Linked DNA regions of Mus musculus: region 1 is linked to region 2. A link is a contact called in public HiChIP or PLAC-seq data. All regions are on one chromosome and are shown on one strand. Each heading gives the region's core, a stretch centred on a gene start, on an enhancer-like site or on the middle of the called end of the contact. The rest is flanking DNA. Distances are from core to core; before and after follow the strand shown. Region 1 overlaps Gm19583 (predicted gene, 19583). Region 2 overlaps Gm6116 (predicted gene 6116).

The links. HiChIP or PLAC-seq counts read pairs in DNA pulled down with a chosen protein or histone mark.
Region 1: an H3K27ac HiChIP or PLAC-seq map of extraembryonic endoderm stem cells shows a contact between it and region 2. The contact joins two enhancer-like sites. A contact is called at or near these places in 1 of 39 promoter capture datasets (neural stem cells), 5 of 15 datasets of contacts at CTCF or cohesin (CD8 T cells, large pre-B cells, liver and 2 more), 105 of 484 Hi-C or Micro-C datasets (the 3T3-L1 cell line, the 63-12 cell line, the AML12 cell line and 62 more), 36 of 115 datasets of contacts at active chromatin or transcription factors (CD4 single positive thymocytes, CD8 T cells, astrocytes and 27 more) and 3 of 9 other capture datasets (adipose tissue, embryonic tail and liver).

What each region holds. Positions count from the first base shown.
Region 1 is chr5:75,134,024-75,140,538 of GRCm38.p6, reverse strand. It overlaps Gm19583 (predicted gene, 19583), which reads right to left. Exons shown (of 4, transcript NR_045792.1): 3 at 695-866. Among named protein-coding and RNA genes, the nearest start is that of Pdgfra, 15 kb to the left of the region's middle. Within about 2 kb of position 2,293, at least 8 of the 459 cell types and tissues checked have an H3K27ac peak or open chromatin away from gene starts, as enhancers often do. A contact at or near this core is called in extraembryonic endoderm stem cells, where this site is marked.
Region 2 is chr5:74,958,108-74,964,855 of GRCm38.p6, reverse strand. It overlaps Gm6116 (predicted gene 6116), which reads right to left. Exons shown (of 5, transcript NR_045866.1): 3 at 2,550-2,617; 4 at 1,437-1,544. All of the region lies in intron 1 of Gm52778 (a long non-coding RNA gene), which reads left to right. Among named protein-coding and RNA genes, the nearest start is that of Gm52778, 12 kb to the left of the region's middle. Within about 2 kb of position 4,330, at least 50 of the 459 cell types and tissues checked have an H3K27ac peak or open chromatin away from gene starts, as enhancers often do. A contact at or near this core is called in extraembryonic endoderm stem cells, where this site is marked.

The sequences.
Region 1 (6,515 bases), core at 1,044-3,543, 180 kb before region 2:
ACAAATCTACCATGTATCACTGCTATTAGTGTAAGTTAAAAGAAAAAAATCTGTAATTCATGTTTTAACCTGACATCTAGCCTGTTGCCCAGAGAAATCCACACTGTGCCTTTGCTCTGCCCTCGGAGTCCATGTGCTTTCTAACTGTGTGTTCAAGTTCCGTCCTCAGCATCCAGGTGAGGTTCCGCATGGCTCCAAACGAGAGACCATTCCAACTTCAGGCTCTCTGGAAGGTTATCTTATCTCTCTAAAGACTGTTTGCTTCTCCTAAAGCCAACAATAAAACCGGCTTGGATATGTAGAGTGTTTCTCCAGCAAGCCCTGGGGTGAATCCCCAGGATCTCTAAATAAATAAATAAATAAAATTATAAAACACACAGACCTTCCTTCCTTCCCCAGGCATTACAAAGGTCACTCCAAAGCTACTGGGCGAACAGCTCATCTTTAGGTCCCATGTGCAACCATATACACTTTGCAGAAGAAGGATACCTCCTGGGCCTGTGCATTAGTCAAAGGTTCAGTGAAAAACAAATGTCTCAGCTATACTGATGCTTTCTAAATCCACAGCTCAATGACCTGTGTGTGGGGTCAGTCACTCACTCCCCTTCAGCTCCGTTTTCCTCCTGCTCCACACCCCACGGACAGATCTGCTGCTGCTACAGCTCCGCCCACCCTTTTCATTCATCCAACACACCTCACATCCTCACAGAAATGCCAATCCACACACAGACATGGATGGTTACTGAAGCAGCCATCCCTAGAAGTGATGGGGAACAGGGTCCTTCCTCCTCCAACAAGGTCTTTCTCCTCTCAGCAGAAGGCTCTCCCAGAGGCATCGACACAGTTTTCACCATTGGAAATGACTTCTGTGGGCACAAGAGGAACATCATCAAGGAACTCGGAAGTGGAATCTGCCTTTTCTCCCCTCCCTTGGGCCTCTATCACCCAGAACCTACTTTCTGGTGTTAAGTTACTCAAAGGCTATGGTAAAACTCTAGGGAAACTGACCAGAAACATAATGATAACATAATGATAACAGAAATGCAAAGCTGTTTCCCAAAACTTTAAAATCTGGTTGTTAAGAAAATAACCATTCTCTGGCTGTGGTAACATACACCTGCAATCAGCACAATCAGGAGACTGAGACAGGAGAATCTCTGAGAGTTTGGGGCCAGGCTGGGCTGTATGTATGAAACCAAGGGAGGGAAGGAGGAAGGAAGGAAGGAAGGAAGGAAGGAAGGAAGGAAGGAAGGAAGGAAGGAAGGAAGGAAGGAAAGAAAGAGAAGGAAAGAAAGAGAAGGAAGGAAGGAAAAAAGAAAGAGAAGGAAGGAAGAAAGTAAGGAAGGAAGGGAAGAAAGGAAAGAAGAAAGAAAGGGAAGAAAGAGAAGGAAGGAAGGAAGGAAAAAAGAAAGAGAAGGAAGGAAGAAAGGAAGGGAAGAAAGGAAAGAAGAAAGAAAGGGAAGAAAGAGAAGGAAGGAAAAAAGAAAGAGAAGGAAGGAAGAGAAAGAAGGAGGGCAGGAGAAGACTGTGGACATCTACCTATAATCCCAGCACTCCTCAGAAGAACACAAGGCAAACCTGGGCTACATAGTAAAAACCCTAGAGGTTTGGAGGTTGGGTGGGATGTCAGCCATTATTGTACAAATAAATGAAACAGATCGTTGATTGGCTTGAACAACAAGGACTCTTACTGGAAGGAGAATGTGGGCTCTTACCAGGTCAAAGAAACCAGCCAATCCCATTCTCTGGTCTCAGCCTGTTTCTAGTCCTGCATTTGTAAGTTATTGCTGTCAAATATCAAGGCCCCTTGCTGGTCCACCTCCCTCGCACAGGTTCTATGCCACAGGCACCCTCCATATACATTCTGACTCACTTCCTGAATCCTGATACCACCTATTCTTTCTTTCCAACTAGTGAGTCCCCAGGCCCTCATTTCAGGCCCTCTGCCTCCCTTGCCCATTCAGTGGTCACAGCCTCCTACTGCTTTGCTTAAATCTACTCTTCTTCGGTGTGCCAGTCACTCCACCAAACTGTGGACAACCCTGCTAAACTTCAGCTCCTACAGCCCTGTGCCCGCCTGTGAGTGGCCCACCCTATGATCACAAAATCAAGTTAGTTCTAGAACTGTTGCCAGAGGCCACCAAGACTACCGTGTACAGTGGTTGGCACGCTATCTAGCCCTGCCCTGGAGTTTTGCCAACAGTCTCTCAGTAGCCTACTGTCTGGATCAGAACCCAGACAACTCAGAAAACACTCGTCAAATGGGACATCACACTAAACTAGTGCTATGATCTCAGTCAGCCTTACTCTCCACAGTAGAATCAAATCCAAATAGCTATAGCAAGTGAGTTGACTTTATAGACATCCAAGCTCGGAGAAAGCAAAAGTTAACATGGAAAAAAAAAAAAAAACAAAAAAAACAAAAAACAGAGCGGTCATTTCAAAGTCACTTTCCTGCTAAGATAGGGACAAGCAGAGAACAATGGGAAATACCTGATTAGCCACCGCCATGTTATTTCAGGTCACTTCTTTTGTGTGCAGATCAAAGCAGGGGCTTCGTTCAGACCGTCTGTTTGGGAACTGAGGCCCTATCTCTAATCTCAGAGAGCCCCATAGACTGTGCAGTTTCTCCTTGATGACTTTAACTACAGAGAATCCAGTTGGATTATTTTTTTTTTTTCTATCTAAGAGCTTAGTCCAAAACAGTGGCTTTCGGTTCCCCACCTCGCCTCATAGCCCTCCAGGTGTGGTACTGGTTTCCCAGATGTTTGGTTTAAAGTCAGGAGTCGTCACACCTGTGTTTGTTGGTTTAAGATAGGACCTCAGGTGGCCCAAGCTGTCCTAGAACTCACTAGTTTTTTAACTTTTGATTCTCCTGCCTCCCACAATGGAGTACTGTGGTTACAGTGTACACCACACGTGTAGTGCCCGGGATGGAACACAGGGCTCCCTGTGTGATAGGCAAGCTCTGTGCCAAACTCACTGCCTCCTGAGCCCTTTTTGTTTTTGTTTGTTTGTTTTTTATTAATTATATGTAAATACATTGTAGCTGTCTTCAGACGCACCTGAAGAGGTCATCAGATCTCATTACAGGTGGTTGTGAGCCACCATGTGGTTGCTGGGATTTGAACTTCAGACCTTTGGAAGAGCAGTCGGGTGCTCTTACCCACTGAGCCATCTCACCAGCCCCTCCTGAGCCCTTTTTATCATTGTAGTTAATTCTTATCTTTTGTGTTTCCTGGATGGTGGTTTTTATCTCCCCCTGTCCCCTATCCCCCCACATTCAACCTTGAAAAAAAATCTCCATTATAACACTCTGTGACTAAAGGGGAAGAGGCGGGAACTTTACATTTTCTGGCTGAGAGAAGAGAGCAGGCCTAGGGCTGATGTTAGTGCGGTAATGGGACTCCTTGTTAACTTCAGAGCTCAGAGGGTAGGAGAGAAAGGGAGAGACCACAGAGTTCTGGGTACTTTTAGTTTGTCTAGACTGGGTTTCTCTGTGTAGCCCAGGCTGGCCTGTAGACCAGGCCTCAAACTTAGAGATACACCTGCCTTTGCTGGTATTAAATGCATTAGCCAACATGGCTGAAAGAAAACACCTTATCTGGCTGGACACTTTCTGCTGTCCAGGGAGCTGGCTTAGGATGGCAGAGCTATAGGCACTCTGTCTGAGTCCTTTCATTTTTTCCACCCTGAAATGTATTTTCTGTGGCTAGGGGGAAAAAGGAAGACCATTTATTACAACTTGAAAGCCTTCTCTCCCCCCTACCTCTGTCTGTGTCTCTCTGTCTGTCTGTCTGTCTGTCTGTCTCTCTCATATATATATATATATATATATATATATATATATATGTATACCATGTATACAATATATACACATGTATATAATACATATGTATACACATGTATACAATACATATGTATACAATATATAAACATATGTATACAATATATATACACATATGTATACTATATATAGTATATAGTATTATATATCTCCTTTTGTATATATCTTTTATATATTATATATAAATAAAACATGAAGCTTTTATTTGCTTGTGGTTTTTTTTAAAGTATGTTCAATAAGATAGGATTATATTTTTATTCTGTTGACTTAGGTATTGATTATGTTATTATACAGTGAATGGCAGAGAATAAGCATAAACTAAATATCATTCATCCTTAGTAGTTCTTTCTATGTCTTTCTTTACTGATAAAACTAATCTCATCCAGTGAAAGAAAATAGTTGAGGACTACATAGCAAAGCTGTCTCAAAAAAAAAAAAAAAAAAAAAAAAAAAAAGAACAAAACTGAACAGTAAAAAATAGACGTGAACATTTAAAAATACTTTACTTTGCTCAGAAATATTAGACTCTTTTACATAGCCTCTTAGTTAAATTAAATGTTTGTACGTTCTCATCTCCACACTGATGAATAATTTTCTATATACCTATATTAATTGATTAAAAAGGATTATGTATGCCGACTGAGCTAGTCTCCCATTCTCATTAAAAAAAACAAAACATTGTCTTGTGACTACTTTCACTGCATTGGATGTGGTACTGGAGTGTGCATCTTCATAACATCTGTCCAGAACCACTGTCAGGGACATTCTCCTTATTCAGACCTGTACCTTCCCCTCTGGAAACAGACCAGGGACCCTCTGTAGATCTTTGGGGTGTGTGTGTGTGTGTTTATGTGTGTGTGTGTGTACATACACTTTGCTCTGAGGACAGTTTTATTAGAGTTTTCTTTTTTTTAATTTAGTCACTTTACTTCCCAATATCAACTCCCCCTCTCCTCCCAGTACCTCCTCATACAGAACCATCACCCCACCCCACCCCACCCCACCCCACCCCAGTACCAGCTCCTCCCTCCCCTTCTCCTTCTAGGAGGGAGAGCCCCACCCCCACCCCGCTATCCCAGGCACATCAGGTCCCTGCAGGAAGAGACACATCCTCTCTCACTGAGGCCAGACAAAGCAGTCCATTTAGGGGAACAGGATCCACAGGCAGGCAACAGAGTCCCAACAGATGGTGGTGGCACACACCTTTCATGTCAGCACTCAGGAGGCAGAGACAGGTAGGCCTCTGAGTTCAAGGCCACCTGGTCTACATAGCTTCCAGGAGAGCCAGGGCTACACAGTGAAACCCTGTCTTGAGAAAACAAACAGATAAACAAACAAAAACAAACAACCCCTCCCTCCAAAAAACCAAGAAAAAAGCAAGCAAGCAAACAAACAGGCTCTCACCACATACTTCTAGCTGTCCCAGAACTCCCTTTATAGGCCAGGCTGGCCTCGAACTCAGAGATTCTGCCTCTGCCTCTCTGGCTCTGGCTCTGGCTCTGGCTCTGGCTCTGGCTCTGGCTCTGCCTCTGCCTCTGCCTCTGCCTCTGCCTCTGCCTCTGCCTCTGCCTCTGCCTCTGCCTCTGCCTCTGCCTCTCTGCCTCTGCCTCTGCCTCTGCCTGAGTGCTAGGATTAAAGGTGCTCTGCATGACACTAGGCCTGAGATTTTTGAGAGTGGGGTCACAATCAGGCATGGGCCATTTTGTGTTTTTCTTAGGTATCTGAACCCTCTCCAGCACAGCGTCATCCCCTTTGTTGGCTGCCCAGTCCAACTGCAGCTTCCAGGAACCCGGGCTGACGCTTCCTGCCAGGCTAACAGGTGTCCCCTGTGTAAAATCAAGTCGGGAGGAATATGGAATGAGAAAAGAGCAGGGCCTCATCATCTCATCCTTGGCTTCACATGGAGCGCTCAGCCTCCGAGGTTTGCACCTTTAAGAGATTTCTCCAGGCTCCGGGGGAATCCTCCTGAGTTAGCTACTAAAGTGTGTTTCAAATCAGGAGCCAAAAGTTCAGCATACCTTAGCACTATAAAAACGTGCATTTTGGCAGGGCTGCTGATATTTTAAACTGAATGTAATACTTTTCTTGTATAAAATATCTGGTTTCAGAAAAATGATTCGTTTGTGCAGTCATATCAGAACATTTGAGGGTCTCCTGGGTGCTCCAGGTGTGGCAGTGTTGGTGTCGAGCTGGTCTCTGTTCTCAAAGAAGGAAAATAGGCAGAGGTGGTGGCTCAGGCCTTTAGCTCCAGATCAGGGGGCAGAGGTTAGAGGGTTTCTCAAGGCAACCTAGACTTCACAGAAAGACCCTGTCTCAGAAGAGAGGAGGGGGGAGGGGGGAAGCAAGCAAGCTAATGCATGTTTGTTTGTTTGTGTAAAACAGAATCTCATTCTGTCTCCCAAACTGACCTTAAATTTACAGCAATTGCCCTGCTGCCTCCCGAGTGCTGGGATTTCATGTGTGACTACCATGCCTGGCTTAAATGTATTTTCATTTTCTTTTGGTTAGGGATGTTCTGTTTGTGTTGGGGATTGAACCTAAGGCCTCTGCTCTGCCACTACAGGTCTGGACTGTTTTTGTTTGTTTGTTTGTTTGTTTGTTTGTGGTGGTGGTGGTGTCTTTGTTTTTTGTTTTGCTTTGGGTTGGGGAAGATTGTGTGGGACTTTGT
Region 2 (6,748 bases), core at 3,081-5,580:
GACTGGCTTAGATTGCAGCTGACTGAGAATCAGGTCTTGTCCGTATGTCATGGGTGGGGCACAGAATTAACATAGAGTCATTGGGAAGTGTATTTGTTTTAGAGTTTTTAATGTTCATATGGTTAATTAGAAATGTACCCCCAAGTTTAGGGGTTATATCTTATCTGTCAACACACATGGGTTGAAAGAAGCCCTCCTTTTCTCAAATCAAACTGCTACTTTTCTGGACATGACCAGGATTGTGAGCTCAAGGGTGATCTAGTTAAGGCTGGGTGCAGCTCAGTGACAGCATATTTATCTGGCAGGCGTGAAGCTAACATGCACTTCGTCTCAGCACTTAGTGATCAGGTTAGACTTGGGTTCTCTGTGAGAACAGCCAGTGCTCTAAACTGCTGAGTTGGCTCTCCAGTTCCCAATGCTGAGTTTCACTTGACGCAATTTGAATTAGACCCACTAAAAGCAAAGAAAAACGGTAATGCAACACTGCTCCCCCACCCCCACCCCCACCCTGCCTATGTGTCTGTCTGTCTTGCTGTATCTGTCTGTCTGCCTGTCTCTCTCTCTCACTGGAAAAACTGAAGCCATTTTAATAGAACAGGAGCATTTATAGAAAATCTGGTTAGTATCACTTTTTCCATTTTATTTGAACTTGTTATTGTAACAAGTCACTTTGAGTCCTATTTGGGAACTCTTCCCTTATTCCAAGAGAAGAAATGGCGCTGGCCGCTGAAGGATATGAAAATATGAATCCTCAAAGAAGTGTGGGGGTCACACCCTCTTGTCTTTCAGAGAAGAGAGTCAAAGTGGCAAGAGACCAAGGTGGTATTGAGGATCCAGCTCTTCGGAGACGGTAGTGTGATTTGGCATGGCCCGGGGTCTCACGCGTTACAGACAAACGCTCTAACACCAAATTACAGTCCCAGTTCTGAACAGTAATCACATGGGATCATGTGAGTATCCCAAAAGGAAAGTAAGAGCTAGTTAATGAGCGGTGTTGCTGCAGGAGACTGCTGGCAGCTAAACCTATAACCCATAGCCTGAGCAGGACTCACTCTGGCCAGTATTAGTGGCTCCTTGAGCGCCTCTCTCCACCTGCATACCCTCGAGGTCCTGCTCAGGACCACACAGATGTTCCTTCAGCAGGAGGCTGACCTAGTGACAAGTGTGGACAGGTGTAGCCTCAGGTGTATCTAATCACGTAGAACCAGTATGGCTGAGATGTAGGGTTGCTGTGAAATTGGTGTAAACAATTGGTTACACACAGCTTAGATACAAATTCACAGGAAATCAAAAGGGAATCAGGCACATCAATGGTCTGGACAATTGGGAACCCTAAGCACCCTCATATTCTAGCTCTAAGAGTGGTCTTGATAAATTCTGGAGGGCTAAGTGACTCTGGGTACCCATGATGGGCCATAGCTGATGGTGACACTGACCTGATCTTGGAGTTCCTTCAGGTGGCCTTTAAGGGTCTTCTCATTCAAGGGGGGAGGTCTTCTCTGAGAGTCCAGAACACTGAGGATCAGATGGAGCTTATCAGACACCTGCAGAAGAACGCAGCCAAGATCAACTTTAAGGCTTCCAGAACTTGCGGGGCTGCTCCCTCGGGCAGGAATTTCTCTCTCTCCTCTACAACAGGAAAGGGTCTGGGTACGGGGTGTGGATCTTCCTCCATATACCCAGCTGACCAGCCTTTCTCCAGGTTATACTTCCGGGTCTACAAATGTGTTTCAGAGCCCTTTTTGACCCTCCCTGCCCCTGTGCCTGATTCTTGGACCGCCAGGTTGGAAAGAAGCAGGCAGTGCACATGTGTGTGCCAAATGCCTGTGGCTCTGCTCCCTCCTGGCCGTCTGCTGATTGGGCTGTGTGGCAGGGGCTGGGAACAAAGTTCCCTTCTCATTCTTTAGTGATGTGCAAATGCCTCGCAATTGGCTCACATGGAGTAGTAGCTGAACTTGGGATGGAGACATGTTTTTGTTGGCAGGAGTACACATTCGACATCTATGTACATGTGTGTCTACTTTTTGGCAGACTGCAGAAACACAGTGGCTTTGGTCTTTCACAAATCTCTGTGTACTAGATCCTACAAAACCTCACGGTCCAGCCCAGTGCCTGTTTCCTATACGGAGTTTTAAAGGACAATACCATTCTGTGATTGATCACCTTTACTGCAGCCAGAGTACTCCAGTAATGAAGAGTAAATGACAGGAACCACTAGTGGTTACAGGCAACCCCCAAGACTCCAGGAGGGGCTTTATAAGTGGTCACCTAACCTGCAAGCGTCTATCAACAATGAGAAGTGAGGTTCCACCTGTGATAGAGTAGGGATGTTGCCTCTTCCCCCTGGGTCCCCTCTCTAACATCACGCCTTAGGGAGGGAGGGGGTGATGGAAAGGCTAGGAGGCCTTCAGGGGAGTCAGTAGGGATAGAATTAGAGATTTATTTATTCGAGATTTACAGGGTCTTCAAGTATGGTCCACACGGATCTTCATTCAGAGTAAAAAAATGTTGCTACTCTTTGGAGAATAGAAATGGACTCAGCAACATACATGTTCAGTGCATCCTTGGGACATCATGGGTCCTGTTATAAGTTCAGTGTGTCCCACAAAGCTTGAGTCTGAAAATGAGCAGAGAAGAGAATGGAGAAGAAGCAAGAGCCAAATGCTCTTAGCTCTCCCCTCTTAATATATAAAGTTCGGCCTATGTGTGCCAGATTCACCTTTGATCATAGTTGAGTTGAGTCCTATATATTCAGTCTCATAAAAATTATCGCTATTGTTGTTTTGAGATACTGTCTCCCTCCATAGCCCAAGCAGACTTTGAACTCTTGACTCTTGAGTGCTGGGATGGAAGGCATTCACTGCCAACACCCAGCTATTATTACTATTATTATTCCTACTGTAACTCCATGGTGCAGGGGTTTGAGCATGGATCTTACACAGTGGGCCAGTGCGCTACCACTGAGCTATATACTTAGGGCTTTTAGAAAAAATGATTGGATATTCAAAATACACATGGTGCTTTAGGGCTGTGGAGTAATTTTAGGCAGAACAATGCTTTGTGTAGAAAGCCGTGCCTTCCCAACACTCCCAGTTTCTTCTCTTGGTTCCATTCTCCAACCAGTCCCTTGTTGTTAAGGGTAGTTTTGGTGCAAGATGCCTGTGGACTTCCATCTCTGACACCCTTCTGCTCTGGGCAAATTTACCAAGTCTCTAAGTGCCATTTCTGTATCTGTCTCCTGGGGCAAGGTATGTGTAGCAGGGCAATGTTGAGGACTTAGAACTGAATCTGACTCGCGTGCCCATTAGATATCAGTTTGATTAGAAAATGCACACGTTCCAGTTTCTTTGTAATTAGTCCATGTGCTCCAGTCCCCCTCCTCCCAAAGCTGTGAGCTCAAGATGGGAGACAAATGGAAAAACTTCTTCCTCAGAAATTCCTCTGAGGAAAAAAACGTCATTCCTCAGAAATGTGTAGGCGTGAGCGCCATCTAGCTGTGCTCTGGGTACTTCTATGATCACCAGGCAGAAAGTGAACAGGCTGGGGAAAATGTCCTTTGATCTGTCAGGCGAAGCAGAGCAGTCCCGTGGCCCTGTGGCAGGAGAGAAACTCAGAAGGCCTGTGTCTGAGGATACTGACTTCCATGAGAAGGGACCGGTTGTCTTCAAGAATATTAAGGGATGGAAGTCGGCAGGCAAGGGGACAGTTTAAGATTGGAACACAAATGCAGGGGGCACAAAGCAAATGCTTGTGTCTTGTGAAGCAGCAGCAGGCATGTGATTCTAAAAGGGTGATCATTAAGAAAGGCCCCTGAGAATGTGGAAGAAGGCCGTAGAGATGGATGACCCTCCAGGATGACGCAGATCACCAGCTACCTATTAACAGAAGAGTGGCAGAAGCAAAATCCAGCACAAGATGATCAAAAACCAAAGGGAGAAGAGACAGACGTCGAAAGGAAGACTGGTTCGGTAGAAGTGGAGTTGAGTGTCTACCTCGGTCTCTGGCACCCTCTGCTCTCTATTCAGCCTGGGGTAGGATGGAAAAGCTTGACTGAACAGAGAGGCTCCCAGGGAGGGAGGGAGGAGTCAAACTGCAGAGAAAAAGTCACCAGGACCCTTTGGAGTTGGCTCTACGAGGAGCCGGTGCCTGTATTAATGCTGGGTTCCTGTCTCGCGTTGCTAACACCCACGCCGGCAAAAACAAGGCACCGCTCTTTCTCCTCTGCCTGTGGAAATCTACCTGGGAGCTCGGCAAACCTAATAGCTCAGCAGCTTCCCTTTTATCAGAAGCCTTTGCTGGCTGCTAGCAATCAGCCCTGCGAATGGGTGTGGCTGCCAAGGCAGAAGACTGTGGCTCATACTCAGACTGCCTTGCTGTCACAGTCCAGATGAATACATTGTAACTGGAGTCCAGCGACAACATTGTTTCAAACTGGCATCGCCCTCTTGATCCCTCCATTAACTAACTAGCTCATGCAATACTTAAAATTCCAAAGGGGAGATGTGCCTCCAAAACCTCCAAGGACACAGAGAACAAGACCAGGGGATTTTAAATGTCTGACAAATAGTAGGCACTGAATAAATACTTATCACTCTTTCTGAGAAGAGGAATATTTGACTTTTCCTCTTGTGTCTTTTCATTAATAGCTCCATAAAACCTTTGCTCAGGGCTGGAGAGATGGCTCAGTGGTTAAGAATGCTTGCTGTTCTTCCACAGGACACCAGTGACTTTCCAGAACCCACAGTAGGTGGCTCACAACTGTCTAGCTCCAGAAATGCCAATGTCCCTTTCTGGCTTCCATAGGAACGGTTTCCATTCCATGCCCAGACACAAGAGAGAGAGAGAGAGAGAGAGGGAGAGAGAGAGAGAGAGAGAGAGAGAGAGAGAGAGAGAGAGAGAGAGAGGGAGAGAGAGAGAGAGAGAGAGAGAGAGAGAGAGAGAGAGAGAGAGAGAGAGAGAACCTTTGCTGGTTTTGTTTATTTTGGTTTGGTGCTGAGGTTGGAGCTGGCAGGTGTCAGGCACGTGTTCTAGCGCCACATCCAAGCTGCACCGCACCTTAGACAACTTAGGAGAACTCTCAGCAAGGTCACTGAAAATTTTCAGGTCTAACTTAGGGCCAAGCCAGGTTAATTCTCCCCCTCTCCCTTCCCTTTCCCTCTTCTTTCTCTTTCTTTGTGCACTCTACCAACTGAGCTACATCACCAGCTCCTGAGTCATAGTTCTTGAGTTTCTATGATATGTCGATCACGTGCTACTTTCACCATAACAACACAATTTCAGACTGCTGAGGTGGGTCAGTGCAGGGAGGGGCGCTGCTCAGCACACTTGAGGATCTGAGCTCGATGCCTAGGAACCACACGGTAGCAAGAGAATTGACCGCTGAAAGTTATCCTGGTCTCCACATGTGTGCTGTGTGGTACACATGCCTATTCTTACATATGCATACACACACACACACACACACACACACACACACACACACACACTGAAAGTAATAAGCAGATCTGGAGAGATGGGCCAGTGGTTAGGAGTTCCAGAGGTCCTTAGTTCAGTTCCCAGCACTCACATGGTGCTTCACAGCCACTACAGGATCTTATGCCCTCTTCTGGTGTGCAGATGTACACGCAGACATAACACCCATAGACATAAACTATATAAACAAATACATTTAAAATTAATTAAATGATGAAAAGGTAATAACAATGCTCACTAATTCTACTAGAAGGTAGTATAGACAGTCTTTTGGCTACAGCAGTTTGTTTAACCCTTTGCAGAAACGCCATGTCCCTCATTACTGTGTAAAGAGTAAAGACTCCATGTGGTTGGGTGTTTAACCTAAGGCTCCTGAGCTCAGGATTTAAACCCACGACCCACAACTGTGCTTTAAAAGAAAACACAGAGACCTGCTATGGGTCCTCCCTCCAGGAAATACAGCATTACAAGGTTTCCAGAGAATGGGACTGTGGGTAGCCTCCTGGTTGCCTTCAAGTGTAGAGTGGGTGGGCAGTTTTCTCCTTATCAATCAACCAGGGTCTCTGGACTGATTCCCTGCGTCTCAAGGATGCGCATCGCAGGCCTTCCCTGGAGAGCCTGTCAAAGGGCAGTGCTTGTGATATGTTCCGGAAGGGGCCCTGTGGAGGAGTCTGAGAATGAATTTTTTGAACAATTTGAACAATGGTGGCACTTCAGGAAGAAACCACTAGGCAGCCTGCGCTAAGATGGACTTCAAGTCTGGCTGTTTGATGGGCTCTCTCCCATTTTCTCCTTGGCACATGATGAGATTTGTATATGCTACGTAGCTCAAAGACACAGACCCTGGCAGGCTCTGCCACTCCACATACCGTGCAGGAATGGCGTGTCCAGTGAGCGCAGGCCTATTGAGCTCTGTCTCCTCATTTCCAGCTTTTTAGGGAACACATTTAAAGCTCAGTGGATCGGGGTGAAGGGCAGATGGGATCAATCCCAGTGGTAGTGGGGAGGGTCACGTGTGCAGAGAGGGGCATGAGGTAAAGCAGCTGATGTTTAGAACTATTGAAAACTTTCTAGAAAATGGTTAGGTTCCCAAACGCATTGCTGCGGGTCTCATAAATGACAGGGAAGAGGAACGGGAGCCATTTGGACATCCTATGGTCTGGAAGGAATGGCTACTCTGCAGCCAGATGGATACAGGCTGCGACCCTAGTTTGGATGTGCAGAAGGGTTTAATGACTGAGAGCCGGACTCTTCATTAGTTAAATGCCTCCAGGGA